Linked DNA regions of Mus musculus: region 2 is linked to region 1. A link is a contact called in public Hi-C data. All regions are on one chromosome and are shown on one strand. Each heading gives the region's core, a stretch centred on a gene start, on an enhancer-like site or on the middle of the called end of the contact. The rest is flanking DNA. Distances are from core to core; before and after follow the strand shown. Region 1 overlaps 2610307P16Rik (RIKEN cDNA 2610307P16 gene). Region 2 overlaps Cdkal1 (CDK5 regulatory subunit associated protein 1-like 1).

The links. A called contact is a pair of places that touch in the nucleus more often than the background predicts.
Region 2: a Hi-C map of the P5424 cell line shows a contact between it and region 1, with 4 times the contacts expected there. The contact joins two enhancer-like sites. A contact is called at or near these places in 2 of 15 datasets of contacts at CTCF or cohesin (large pre-B cells and pro-B cells), 6 of 484 Hi-C or Micro-C datasets (the AtT-20 cell line, the P5424 cell line, cardiomyocytes and 3 more) and 5 of 115 datasets of contacts at active chromatin or transcription factors (DN3 thymocytes, T-cell acute lymphoblastic leukemia, astrocytes and 2 more).

The regions. Positions count from the first base shown.
Region 1 is chr13:28,510,266-28,516,418 of GRCm38.p6, forward strand. All of the region lies in intron 7 of 2610307P16Rik (RIKEN cDNA 2610307P16 gene), which reads right to left. It also overlaps the pseudogene Gm6081. Among named protein-coding and RNA genes, the nearest start is that of Gm40841, 92 kb to the left of the region's middle. Within about 2 kb of position 2,511, at least 93 of the 459 cell types and tissues checked have an H3K27ac peak or open chromatin away from gene starts, as enhancers often do. A contact at or near this core is called in the P5424 cell line, where this site is marked.
Region 2 is chr13:29,831,345-29,837,497 of GRCm38.p6, forward strand. All of the region lies in intron 4 of Cdkal1 (CDK5 regulatory subunit associated protein 1-like 1), which reads right to left. Among named protein-coding and RNA genes, the nearest start is that of Cdkal1, 21 kb to the right of the region's middle. Within about 2 kb of position 2,592, at least 8 of the 459 cell types and tissues checked have an H3K27ac peak or open chromatin away from gene starts, as enhancers often do. A contact at or near this core is called in the P5424 cell line, where this site is marked.

The DNA.
Region 1 (6,153 bases), core at 1,261-3,760:
AAGCAGGTAACGTGACTGACAGCACACACAGGAGCAAACTTTGCAAAAGGCGCAGAATGTACTAAGGGTGCCATTTCCATCCTTCACTTTTTAAAATAATATTTATTTTTATTTTATGTACATTAGTGCTTGACCTGTATGCATGAGGTAGTTCACTCCCCTGGAAGGGGACTTACAGACTTTTGTAAGCTGCCATGTGGGTGCTGGGAATTAAACCTGGCACCTCTGGAAGAGTAGCCAGTCCTCTTAATTGCTGAGCTATCTCTAAAGGCCTATCTTTTTTTCTTATTTAGCATTTATTCATAATCATAAACTTAATTCTGCATTCTAGCTAGATGGGGAAAAAGGAAAATAAGGAACCCCAAGAACTTCAGTGGGAGCAGAGATTTCAGGATACTGAGAGCAGATGGGGTGGGGGCACTCTTCTGAGATATATAGAGAGTGTTATGGTGGGTAAGAAGCCCGCAAGTCCAAAGAATTAGAGTCATCCACAGTCAGAAATAGTGATCTTCTTGCTAGTCTTGTCATTCCTGGACCCAAAATGCTCCACAGTTTCCATGAAGCTCATGCCTTCTTTCACCTTCCCAGAGACCATGTGCTTCCTGTCAGGCCACTCAGTCTTGGCACTGCAGACAGAAAACTGTGAACCATTTGTGTTTGGCCCAGCATTTACCATAAGCAAGATGCCAGAACCTGTATGCTTCAGGATGAAGCTCTCATCCTCAAATTCCTCCCTTTAGATGGACCTGCTGCCAGTGCCTTTATGGCCTGGGAAGTCATCACTCTGGTACATGAATCCTGTAATAATTCGGTGAATGGCAGAACCCTTATATCCAAATCCTATTGCTTCAGTGTTCAGAACAAGAAAGTTCTCTGCTATTTGGAACTTTGTCTGCAAGCAGCTTAAAGAGACGGGGCCCAAGGTCTCACCATCAGCCACGATATGGAAAGACACAGTAGGGATGACTTTGGCTACAGTAAGCAGAGACAGGGACAGCGGTGTCTGCCACAAAAGTCCCAACTTTTACTTTTTATTAAGATGACAGGAGACAAAGTTTGGAGCTGAGACGAAAGGATGGACCATCTAGAGACTGCCGCACCCGGGGATCCATCCCATAATCAGCCTCCAAACGCAGACACCATTGCATACGCCAGCAAGATTTTGCTGAAAGGACCCTGATATAGCTGTCTCCTGTGAAGCTTTGTCAGTGCCTGGCAAATACAAAAGTGGATGCTCACAGTCAGCTATAAGATGGAACACAGGGCCCCCAAGGGAGGAGCTAGAGAAAGTACCCAAGGAGCTAAAGGGGTCTGCAACCCTATAGGTGGAACAACAATATGAATTAACCAGTATCCCCAGAGCTCATGTCTCTAGCTACATATGTAGCAGAAGATGGTCTAGTCGGCCATCATTGGAAAGAGAGGCCCCTTGGTCTTGCAAACTTTATATGCCCCAGTACAGGGGAACACCAGAGCAAAGAAGTGGGAGTGGATGGGTAGGAGAGTGGGGGAGGGTATGGGGGACTTTCGGGGAAATACCTACTAAAAAATTGGGGGGGGGGGATGACAGGAAACTTTTACAGAAATTTCCATGAGCCACTATATTATACCAGGCCGCTGTCACCTGGATTAGACCGGGTCACTGTCACTTGGATCACACATGTGTTTCTTCTACCTTTTTAAAAATCATCTCCACCGTGTCATTGTCTTAGATTCTCACATTCTCTTTATCGCACAACCTGTAGAAGTTTGATTTTTAAACCTGGTTTGAGGTTATATGTGTGTATGCATAGACACCTGTGTATTTAAGTATCACACATAATCTACCCACAAGCATGTATACATATACACATGTGAAGATGGTCACGGGTCATATATGTAAGCACTGGTATGTGCTATGCATGTACAGATGATGGACTTATTTCTGTTTTGTTATACTGAGGAATGAGTCCAGGGTCTCAGGCCAGCTTGGCAAATGTGCTGCCACCGAACAGGCCTCCTAGTCCTCACTAATTTGATTTTTACTTTTTTTCATTTTGAGCCAGGGTCTCTCTCCACTGGTTCCTTAGGCTGGCCTCAATCTTGTGGTCCTCCCACCTCAGGCTACCAAGCACAAACAAACACATTTTTAAACCTTGTATTTGCTTCATTTATCTCAGTAAATCAGTGGTTTGCTTGATGAATAATTTTAAAGGGGTCTTTCCAGAAGGTACCACAGAAAGAAAACAAAGTAATATTTCCTTACAACTTCTGCGTTATAAATTTGAATGAAAGCTGAAATGGCAGAGGAGGCTAACTCAAGGGTAGGGGACCCACTCATTGTGTTTCAGAGGAAGAGCAGACTCGGGGGGAGAGGGGGGCTCTGCAGGGTGCAGCAGCCACAGCCCACACACCATCGTAACTGCCATTTGTGGGCACAGTGCCAGGGCATTGCCATGATCCTGTGTGCCTGCCTCACTCACGCACCTGCTTCAACGGTGTGAGCTCAGCCTGTGGGTTTCCCTTGATTGATGTTGGTATAACTGCTTTACACTCTGCGGGCGAAGGGAAGTGGGCTCTGCTCAAAGCAGTTTGTGGTGCCTCACACTTCCACTTGGTATCACACACAGAAGAGTGGGTTAATGAGAGAGAGAGAGAGACAGAGAGAGAGAGAGAGAGGGAGGGGGGCACATATAGCCTGACAGGCCTCCCCATGCTCTCAGAAGGACTAAGGAACACTGGACCTTAAAATAAAACCAAACAAACGGAGAGGCTTTGAAAACCAGGAAACAAGAAGCCTGTGAAGGAAGCATCTGTTGCTTTCACTCTGAAACAACACCGAAAGTGAAAAACATGTGTGTACACAAACACACACACACACACACACACACACACACACACACACACACACACACCTCCAGTGAGTAGGTCACTGACGTCACTATTTCCAGCTTTGCCTGGAGGCTTTGTTTTTTATTGACTAAACATATTTCATATTTTCCCAAACAACAACAATATTTACGGAATCATTCGGACTCTGAAAGAGAAGAAGTTTCTATTAGAGCACACTGCATGGCCTTTAGCAAACACTAAGGGCAGGCTACAGTAACGCCTCCCTCTCCCCGCATTGTAAGTCATTTTTGACCTTTTCGTAAAGGCCTCTTATTTTGAAAACCAATGTAAGCATCATCAAGAGTAAAGCTACTTGGTAGTCTGCATGGAGACCACTCAAGGAAGCTGGGTGTGCTGTCAAGGTTCCCAGATGACCCTGGAAGCTCCGAGTAGCTTCGATGTCTCCACTGCTCTTGCACTTCCATCTGTTCCTCTACTGAGAGACTTGGGGCCGTAACCATGATTTTAGAGACAGAGAAGAGGAGGAGGAGAGGAGGCAAGACCAATGACAAAGGAAATAAAGCAGAAAATACCTGCATATGCTACTGAAGTAGAAGCCATGGAGGAATGGCTGGGTTCAGCTCGGTGTGGAATGGGTATTTCTGAGTGACAGAAACAAAACGTGATCATGTCAGAGAACCAATCTAGATGACTTCTTAGCCTGAAATGTGCCATCGTGATCCCAACAAAAGGCTTACAAAAGGCTTGCCCTTCTCAAAGCCTCTTTCTTCATGAATTTCCCCTCTTTTATCACTGAGCTCAGAAACAATATGAGGTGGACATAGAAGGTTCTCAAACAATCCCCATAGCCAGATCATGGGGTGCTCAGTTGTAAGGTCCATGGGCCTCTCTCTATTCATTCATAATTTCTTTGGTCCAAAACAATGTTTACTCTCCTCTTCCACCCTACATTGTGAGATTTTTCTCCCATCTTGTTTCAAAAATGTTCATGCTACCTGCAAAGTCTGATTTTGTTTTGAACTCTACACCAGAGCTAATCGCAAGTCACTTTTATCCTTTTTGAGTATTTTTCTCCCACTGGTCTTGGGGTCTGGCCACTGTGCTTTCTATTAGAGAGCATTTCACTGAAACACCAGTACTTTCTATTCACCTTCAAAAGCATAGGAATGAAATGGCTCTGGTATCTTTCACCATCTTGTAACCATGGAATACATTCCACTAAAACACCTATGTCTAAAGGAAACTCATCCTTTCAGGAAGGGTTGGAGAGATGAATGGAGCAGGGTTCAAACCTCAGCACCTACAAGGGAGCTAACAAACTGTTGATAACTCCAGTCCCAGAGGAACCAATGCCACCTTCTGGCCTCTGCAGGCACTGCATATTTAAGGTACATAAATATAGGCACATAAACATAAAAAGAAATAAAATCTTAAAAAATTAAAATAGGAGGAATCACCTTTCTCTCTTTCTCTGTCCTCTCTGTCTCCATCTCCCTTTCCTTCCTCATCTTTCTCCAGGGTATCATGTAGCCAGGCTGGCTTTCAATTTCCTCCATAGCAAAGAACTCCCTTGAACTTCTGATCCTGCTGCCTCTGGCTCTGGTATGCTGGCCATCATGCGTACTCTAGAACCTGCTGGGCTTAAAACCAAGGTCTTCGGGCACAGTGGGCAAGGACTCTACTTACTGAGACTCACTACCAGTCCCAGCCCTTCTTAGTCACATCTACAGTACCAGGAAAGTCTATGTAGTGTCCACCTGATGTAGTGTCCACTTTTCAAACATTCTGACAGAGGACAAGAGTCAGATATTACAGAGAATGTTTATATAGATAATGAATGTCCTTTGAAATTTAAAAAGTTTGTGTGCACAAAGAGGATACACCTTGGATGCAGTTTTTCAAGCTGAATAAAATAAATGTAACTTCTACATTTAAGAAAATTATTATTTGGGGTTCTCACTTCTATAACTTCAATACATGAAGGTTATGAATACCTTTAACTCTGTAGTTACTATCAACCCCATTTTAAGGGTATCCAGGATGATGGGGGGGTAGGCAAATGGAAATTGAATGTTCAGGAGTTTAGATGCCAAATTGCAAAGTTCTGACTTTGTTTCTTTGTTGTTTTTGTTTGTTTGTTTGCTTTTTTAAAGGAGCATACTTAATATGAACTAAACTATAAGATTTTTAGTTCTCTCCCCACCTTTCTCTATGACATCTGTTTCATAATTTCCGAAAGAACACCATATTGCTAGACCAAAACAGAAATGTGGAGGACATGCCCTAGAGTCAAGACACTGTCTTGGGCAATAGGTATGTTCAAAAATGCTTGTAACCCCATCAGTAGGCCAGTAAAAGGGTGGCATCAGACTAGGCATAGGGATCAATGGTAGTTTGTCCAGAGTACACTATTGAGGAATTATGTGCATAGTGCAGTGGTATAGTGTTTGCCTAGGATCTGCCAGGGAGGGGCTGAGGGCATGGCTCAGCAGTAAAGGACCTGCCTGTCTGAATCCATTAGTTGGGATTTAGGAGGGTGGCTCAACTACAGAGTGCCTGCCTACTATCTGAGGTGCTGGGGTTATGGCTCAGAGGTAGAGCCTAGCTAGAATCTACCAGTGGATCTAAGGTATGGCTCAGCAGTAGAGTGCCACCTGCCTTGTTGCATTGAGTCCTGGGTTTAATACATAGCACAACAAAAAGAAAAAAGAAAAGATTGGCATCAATTCATCTATGAAACACAGAAATTAAAATGAAGTGTGTATATGCACAGAGATGTCTAGGGGTACATTGCTATTTTAGGAACATTCAATGTTTTATTTTACTTAATAGTACTCCTTCCAAAAATGGCATGAAGTAAACAAGTACATTCCAATTGCACAGGAAGGAACTGAATCTGAACAGTAAGCAAATTCTCAAAATAGACACGGTGGACAGCAAAGCTAAGCTCAAATCTGACTCTTCCCAATGGAAAACCCTTTATTCTTCTCCTGGGGGAACTCATCTTGGAAAACAATGTGAAAAAGTATCATGAAAAAAACCCTTGCCCTGTCCATCCAGGACGGGTGTGGAGTGGCTGTCACCCAACCTCGGCCTACAATGAAAATGGAAAGCTGCAGCAAGTGTGAGATCAAAACAGTAAAGCAACTTTTATATAAAAAACTTAACTTAGAGCAAGTTATTGAAGGACACATGTGCACACATGAGAACACAAGTGCACATGCACACATGTACCATACCTACTGAATGGGCAAATACAACACATTTCAAGGGTGGCTTGTGCTCCCTGGGGCACCCACTCTATGTTACCTTCCCTAGCCC
Region 2 (6,153 bases), core at 1,342-3,841, 1.3 Mb after region 1:
AGGAGTAAGTACAGAAGATGAAAAGAAGCAACAGAGAAAAGTAACGAAGAACTATGTGCCTTTTTACTGAGTCACTGTGAGCATGAAGTCTAGCCTTACACAGCCCATGAATCACAACATCTGAAAAGGACTACAAAGCCATTTTACTTGTTTGTTCAAAGAAAGGGTCTCAAAAACTTAAGAGCTAACTACAAACTACAAACACGCTAAACTGCATTTGCTCAGGCATTATACCAAGTCATTCCTTGTCCTGTACCTAACAACAAACAAGAAGAGCACAAAAAGAAGAAGAAAACACTTATATAACAAGCTCTGTTTGCTCCCCATTAAATGGCATGAATATTAATATAAGCCATTAAAATCCTAATCAAGTGCTTATTGTAAGGAAAAGTATGGTCTGTGCTGGGAACACAAAAGAAGAAGACTGGCCCTTACTCGGGCTCGTCCTAGTAAGAAGCAAAGCATAAACAAGGGCAGTGTGGTCTAGGAGTGGGAAAGAGAGGATGGAGGCCACAGCGCTGCTAAGGAATGACCTGACTGGGGTCTGCGTGGGCCAGGGCAGGCGAGGGAAGAAGAAGATTCCAATAGAGCTTCACACTTGACAGTTCTAATCAAGTGCTTCACCTCAGGCAAAGTTACACACTGCGTGGGAAGAGCCATCACCGGGCCTCTCACTTCTGCCATAGTCAACATGATTCATTTGTGAGAATTAAAAACCTGAGAAAAGATGAGGAAGCTCACTGACTACCAACCATTTTTGGAACAAGACCCCCATATCCTCTGACACCTAATCCCACATTTCTCATCTGACTCACTGACTACCCAAAGAAGCCATCAGAGTTTGCCTCACTTCCTAATGCACACTCACCACAGACAAAGATACACAGGAGTGAAACACATACAACTAAAAGACATCTAAATACGTCCAAACCGATTAAATACGTGTCTGATTCAAATTTCATTAGTATTGCGAGTACATGTAAAGTACTGGAATTTAAAACATCATAGATGGGAAGTTTCTTCATTAAAGCATAATAGCTAATGCCTGGCAGTCATTTACTAGTCATTACAGCAACCATCCTCAACATGAAGAATCACAGGTCTAGAGAAGCCGGCGTCATTGTTATGACAGCATTCCCCAGGTTTTATCAGTGTCTAAATTTATCAGCATCCTTAAGAGTAATAGTTAATCAAAGGCTAGAGAAGAAACAGTTTTAAGACAGAACTAAAGTAGTTACTGTCCCTACCATATAAAAGGCTAAATATAAGGAGGAAATACCCTAAGTATATTTTCTATAATAAAGATAAAAATATTCTGTTGACAAAATAAAAAATTGTATATAAGGTCTATAAATTTCCCCTATGGAATTTTCACTGTAACAGATCTAAATATTTAAACTTTGATCAGATTTGCCCTTTCTCTACATAAAGTCCTCAATTTCTCCACCATATATTGTGCAATATTTAAGTACATGACTCTCCAGTTAAGGAATAGAAACATAGGTATAATCAAGGTGCTAGCTTCTTTAGAACTGCCTGTGATACCTACTTTTCTGTCTTGTGATACTTTCTCACTGACATTAAAATAATATCAAAAGATGTTCATAAGCCTTTGCTTAATACAGCCAATGACCCGACTCCCTTTCTTAATTATGAGCTGGCGGTAGTAAGAGTACTTACTATTTGCAATGAATGTTCAGACATAACTGTCTTATTAAAATTATGTCTATCTTATAATTTCTTCCATTACTAATGCATGCTTAAAGAAATTGATTCTGAGATACATTTTTCTTGTCCTCTGCCAGGCCTTGACACAGACTAGTATAAATGGTAGTGGGCACTAACAAGCAGATTCAAGCAACAGGGATGATGGAAATTAAAAAGCTAGAACATATTAACATATCTATGCCACACAGAAGGGTCACGAGGTAAGACCATCAGCATAAATTAACACATTATTATGAGACAGCTACAGAAGCAAGCCAGGCAAGAATCTGCACAGCACATCTTTTAATCACAACAAATATATAATGTTGTTTGATTGGATTACTTGAGGAAATGTTGCCAGTCTACTACCACCTTTGATAACTTCCACTCCTACCCTGAGATACAAACTTGAATCCAGACAGCCTGGGCATAGGGCTTGAGATGGGTGGAAGAAATTTGTAAACACATGTTTTAAACATTAGCTGATATTGTCCATTTGTCTAGGAATAAAGGTTTAAAAAAAAAAAAAACAGTGCATTTTGTTGTTGTTGTTTTCTATTTTCCCTACAAGAGTCATGCAGGAACTACCCTTTGTTATCTACCAAGTCCACAGAGTTTCCCATCTCCAAGAAGAGAGGAATGAGCTAGAGTCACCCTAAGGACAGCACTGCTCATGCAGCAGGCAGGCAGGCAGTCCCAAGCAAGTCCTCCAAAGCAGCCACCTCAGAATGCAACCCCTTAACTTCTCAGACTGTTCTCCACTCACAAGGCCACTGTCAAATCCTAGAGAACGTCGAGATGGCTGTCAGTCAGTGCCCACTGGAGCTGCTGCTGAGGAACCAACCTCTCCCTTAACCGCGCACTGCTAAGCAATTCAGGCACATCACATGTGCATCACATTACTGGCATCAACAGAGGCGGCAAGAAGAGTGAAGATTCACAGGGACTGTACATCTGTCACCATGAGCATAAAAACAAACGTCTCGCTGCAGAGGCGTTGTCACTCCTGAAACTACACACAGGTGGTGAGTGAGACTGTCCTGTCAGGGAGGTAAGAATGGGGTCTAATGGAATAAGGTGCAAAAATCTTCATTTTTAAGGCATACTAACCTTTTTGTAAAAAAGTAATTTGGGGAGAAATACATAAAAGCTGAAACATAAAATTGATGCAGATTCAAAACAATTTCCCCACTCCAATAAAGGGCAGTAAAGGACAACCCGAAAGGTCCTGTACTTCTGACCTTGGTCCCAAAACAAGGGCCACTCATCTCACAAAAAAGCTGGATAAGTAGTCTGTGCTTTCTTACTTCCAGTAAAAATCCCTGGCAAGTGTACAAGCGGGAAACAGCCACAGATACCTTTGACTGGACATAAGACCGTCCTACTTGTACCATCACACTTGGGTCACCTTTGAGTATCTGCGGCTGGCGAAACGGCTCAGCATTTAAAAGCATACACTGCTCTTGCAGGGAACCTGGGCTGGGGTCCCAGCATTCACATCAGGCAGGTTCATAACTCCAGCTCCAGGGTATCTGATGCCTTTGACATCTGCAGTCACCAGCACACATGTTGTGCACAGACTGACACGATACACACACTCACATGTGCATACACCTACACACAATTAAATATAAAATAAATCTTTTTTCAAGATGACTTCGGAAGGGGTTCAACTGCATGATGATGGATACAAACACATGCTGCTGTTGAAAGCAGCCTGCCATCAAGCCAGAGGCACATTATCTAATTTTGTATTTCTCACCTAGAAAAGCTATTCATAGACCCTAGATTCTCCTTCTATCACATTACAGCCAGAGGACACAGAAACAGTGAAAGGTTTTACTAAATTTTCAAAAGTCCTGTTAATATAAAATGACTTTCCAAAATGGATAAGCCAGAGTGGTGTGACCTGAAAGCCACACAAATTGTTTATTTATGCCTGCTATGTTTTAATCACTGGACTGGTTTAGAGACTTCAAAAAATTAATGGTTTTGGCTATACAACAGCAACTATGTCTCCTATGAAACATTAGCTGTCACATTAAGACAAGGTTTTATCATTAATTATATTGGATTATATAGTTTATATCTACAACATGATTGTTAAATAACCAAATTTCCAAACCATTTCAAAATAAAAATGAAATCAGGTCCCAGCAAGCCTTACATGAATTAAGGATCCATTTACAAAACAGAAAATTAAATGTAAAAAATATAACCTCAATTTAAGACATTTGCAGATAAGACATCCAACACTTTTTTTTCCCATCCAAAAAAAAAAAAAAAAAAAAAAGCAAATGAAAATGCTAACGCAGGTCAATAGTGCCATCTTTTGGGTTGCTCTGTAATTGCACGAAGGCGTCCAGAAACACCTTGAATGCATACGAGGAAGGCACAGCAGATGAGGCAAGTCAAGCTATCAGTCTTTAACTTACATAACTTACATTCAATCAATGTATTAACTACACACTCTTTTTTTTTTTTTTTAGATTTATTTATTGGTTATATGTAAGTACACTGTAGCTGACTTCAGACACTCCAGAAGAGGGAGTCAGATCTCGTTACGGATAGTTGTGAGCCACCATGTGGTTGCTGGGATTTGAACTTTGGACCTTCGGAAGAGCAGTCGGGTGCTCTTACCCACTGAGCCATCTCACCAGCCCCTTAACTACACACTCTTACATGTATTGTCGAACCTCATGTTTGTGTTTACTGAAGTTCCACTGGGTTGAACCCCTCTCTTCAAAGAGCTGAGAAAGCTTTATTGACTGAGTTCTAAAACACCTCTGAGCCAGTCACTGCTGGGTCACAATACTAGTTTTCAAATTCCAACACTAATTCATTACAATTATATAACCATATAGTCATAATTGTTATAAGTAATGCACACATTTCTATACACAATTTTGAAAAAATAATTTTATTCCTTTTACAATGTTTTTATCATACATGTGCCAAAAAAATGTTTTTATTATTAATTAAATTATTACATGACTATATAAACATTAACTGCATTCATAAAGGTATTTACATTTCAAAAATATTAAAGCATGTATTCAAAACAATATTTATGTATGTGACAATGGGGGGGTTCATCACTGAAAACTGCAAAAAGCTTTTTCCTTATTGCGGAGGGGATCTCAGCCTTCATCACTGCAGCCTGCACCTGCCTCACACCTGGCCTAAGTCACAAGAGGCTACAGTGAGCTGTGACGGGTAAGCTTCAAGCTCACCCACTCGAGGATCTGTGCCTTAAACTGATGAGGTCTGTACACCACCTTCACTCTTTTTCAATAATTTCACAAAGTTTTATGAAATCACAACATATTTCTCTAGGACACCCTCAGAGTTCAGGCCTTCATTTCTGTCTGCTAACAATTCAGCTCTCACGTGGAAAGCAGAAGATATGACAGTGGTCTGCCCGTGCCCTTGAATTACTCATTGTCAATTTTACTCAAATTACCATCAGCCAATAGTTCTTCAGAGAATGACTTTTTAAATCACAGCTAAAAGCTATCAAAATGGAGACACCTTATAAGGTTACCAAGACAGCAACAGAAAACAAATTAAACAAAACAAAGCCAGAAGCTGAAGGGTGCGTTGAGTGCTGCTCTGGGGCTGGGGACACAGGGCATCTGCTAAGTGCTGGCCTGCAGCACACAAAGAGCCGGGCCAGACCCAGCATTGCTGGAACTGGGATACAGGAGAAGCTATCTTACACTGGACACTGCTCTTCTATGAAAGCAAATCATAACAACGATTGTTAAATACCTCAGAAACATCTTCAGTCCAATGGCAAGCCTTGTCACTAGAAACAGACATGGATGGAGAGACTTAGAGACCACTAAATGAAAGCCTAACTGTCGGAAGGCTGTGGCTCCCCACAGCTCGCCTTCACTCCTCAGGGGCCGGTGTGCGCCCGCCAGGTCTTCTCTAGAGATAATCGCCTTCCCTATTTCTGAGTGGTAGGTGAAAATTCCATTCTGAAGGCCCTTAGATTTATTTCTCTGTTTTATTCCCTGAGAAATAAAAAGGGGGGGAATGAGAAAATGCCATTCTTCTCCCCACCTTCTACTATACCCTTTACCACCATTGCAAATAATTCAACTTCTGAACACAAGGAACACGCTAAACCCTACCCTGATGAGCACACAAACCAACAGGAACATATGTAACCGTATTTTATCAAGTTTAAAGGTCCATCGAGATTGCTACAGTCAATTCCAGCCCATTAAACAGAAAGCAATTACTGCTTCCAATTTAATAAGAATGGATTAAACTGGATTTCTGATTCAATACCATTTGTAAAAGTGTCCATGTCAGGAAGAGTGATGGCGTGCGATCTTATCTCAGACATGTCAAGACTAAGCCAAGTGGACCTGACAGCACCTAAATAGGACTCTACTGAAAGCTCCAGACGTTCACATGCATACATACCACTTAGTT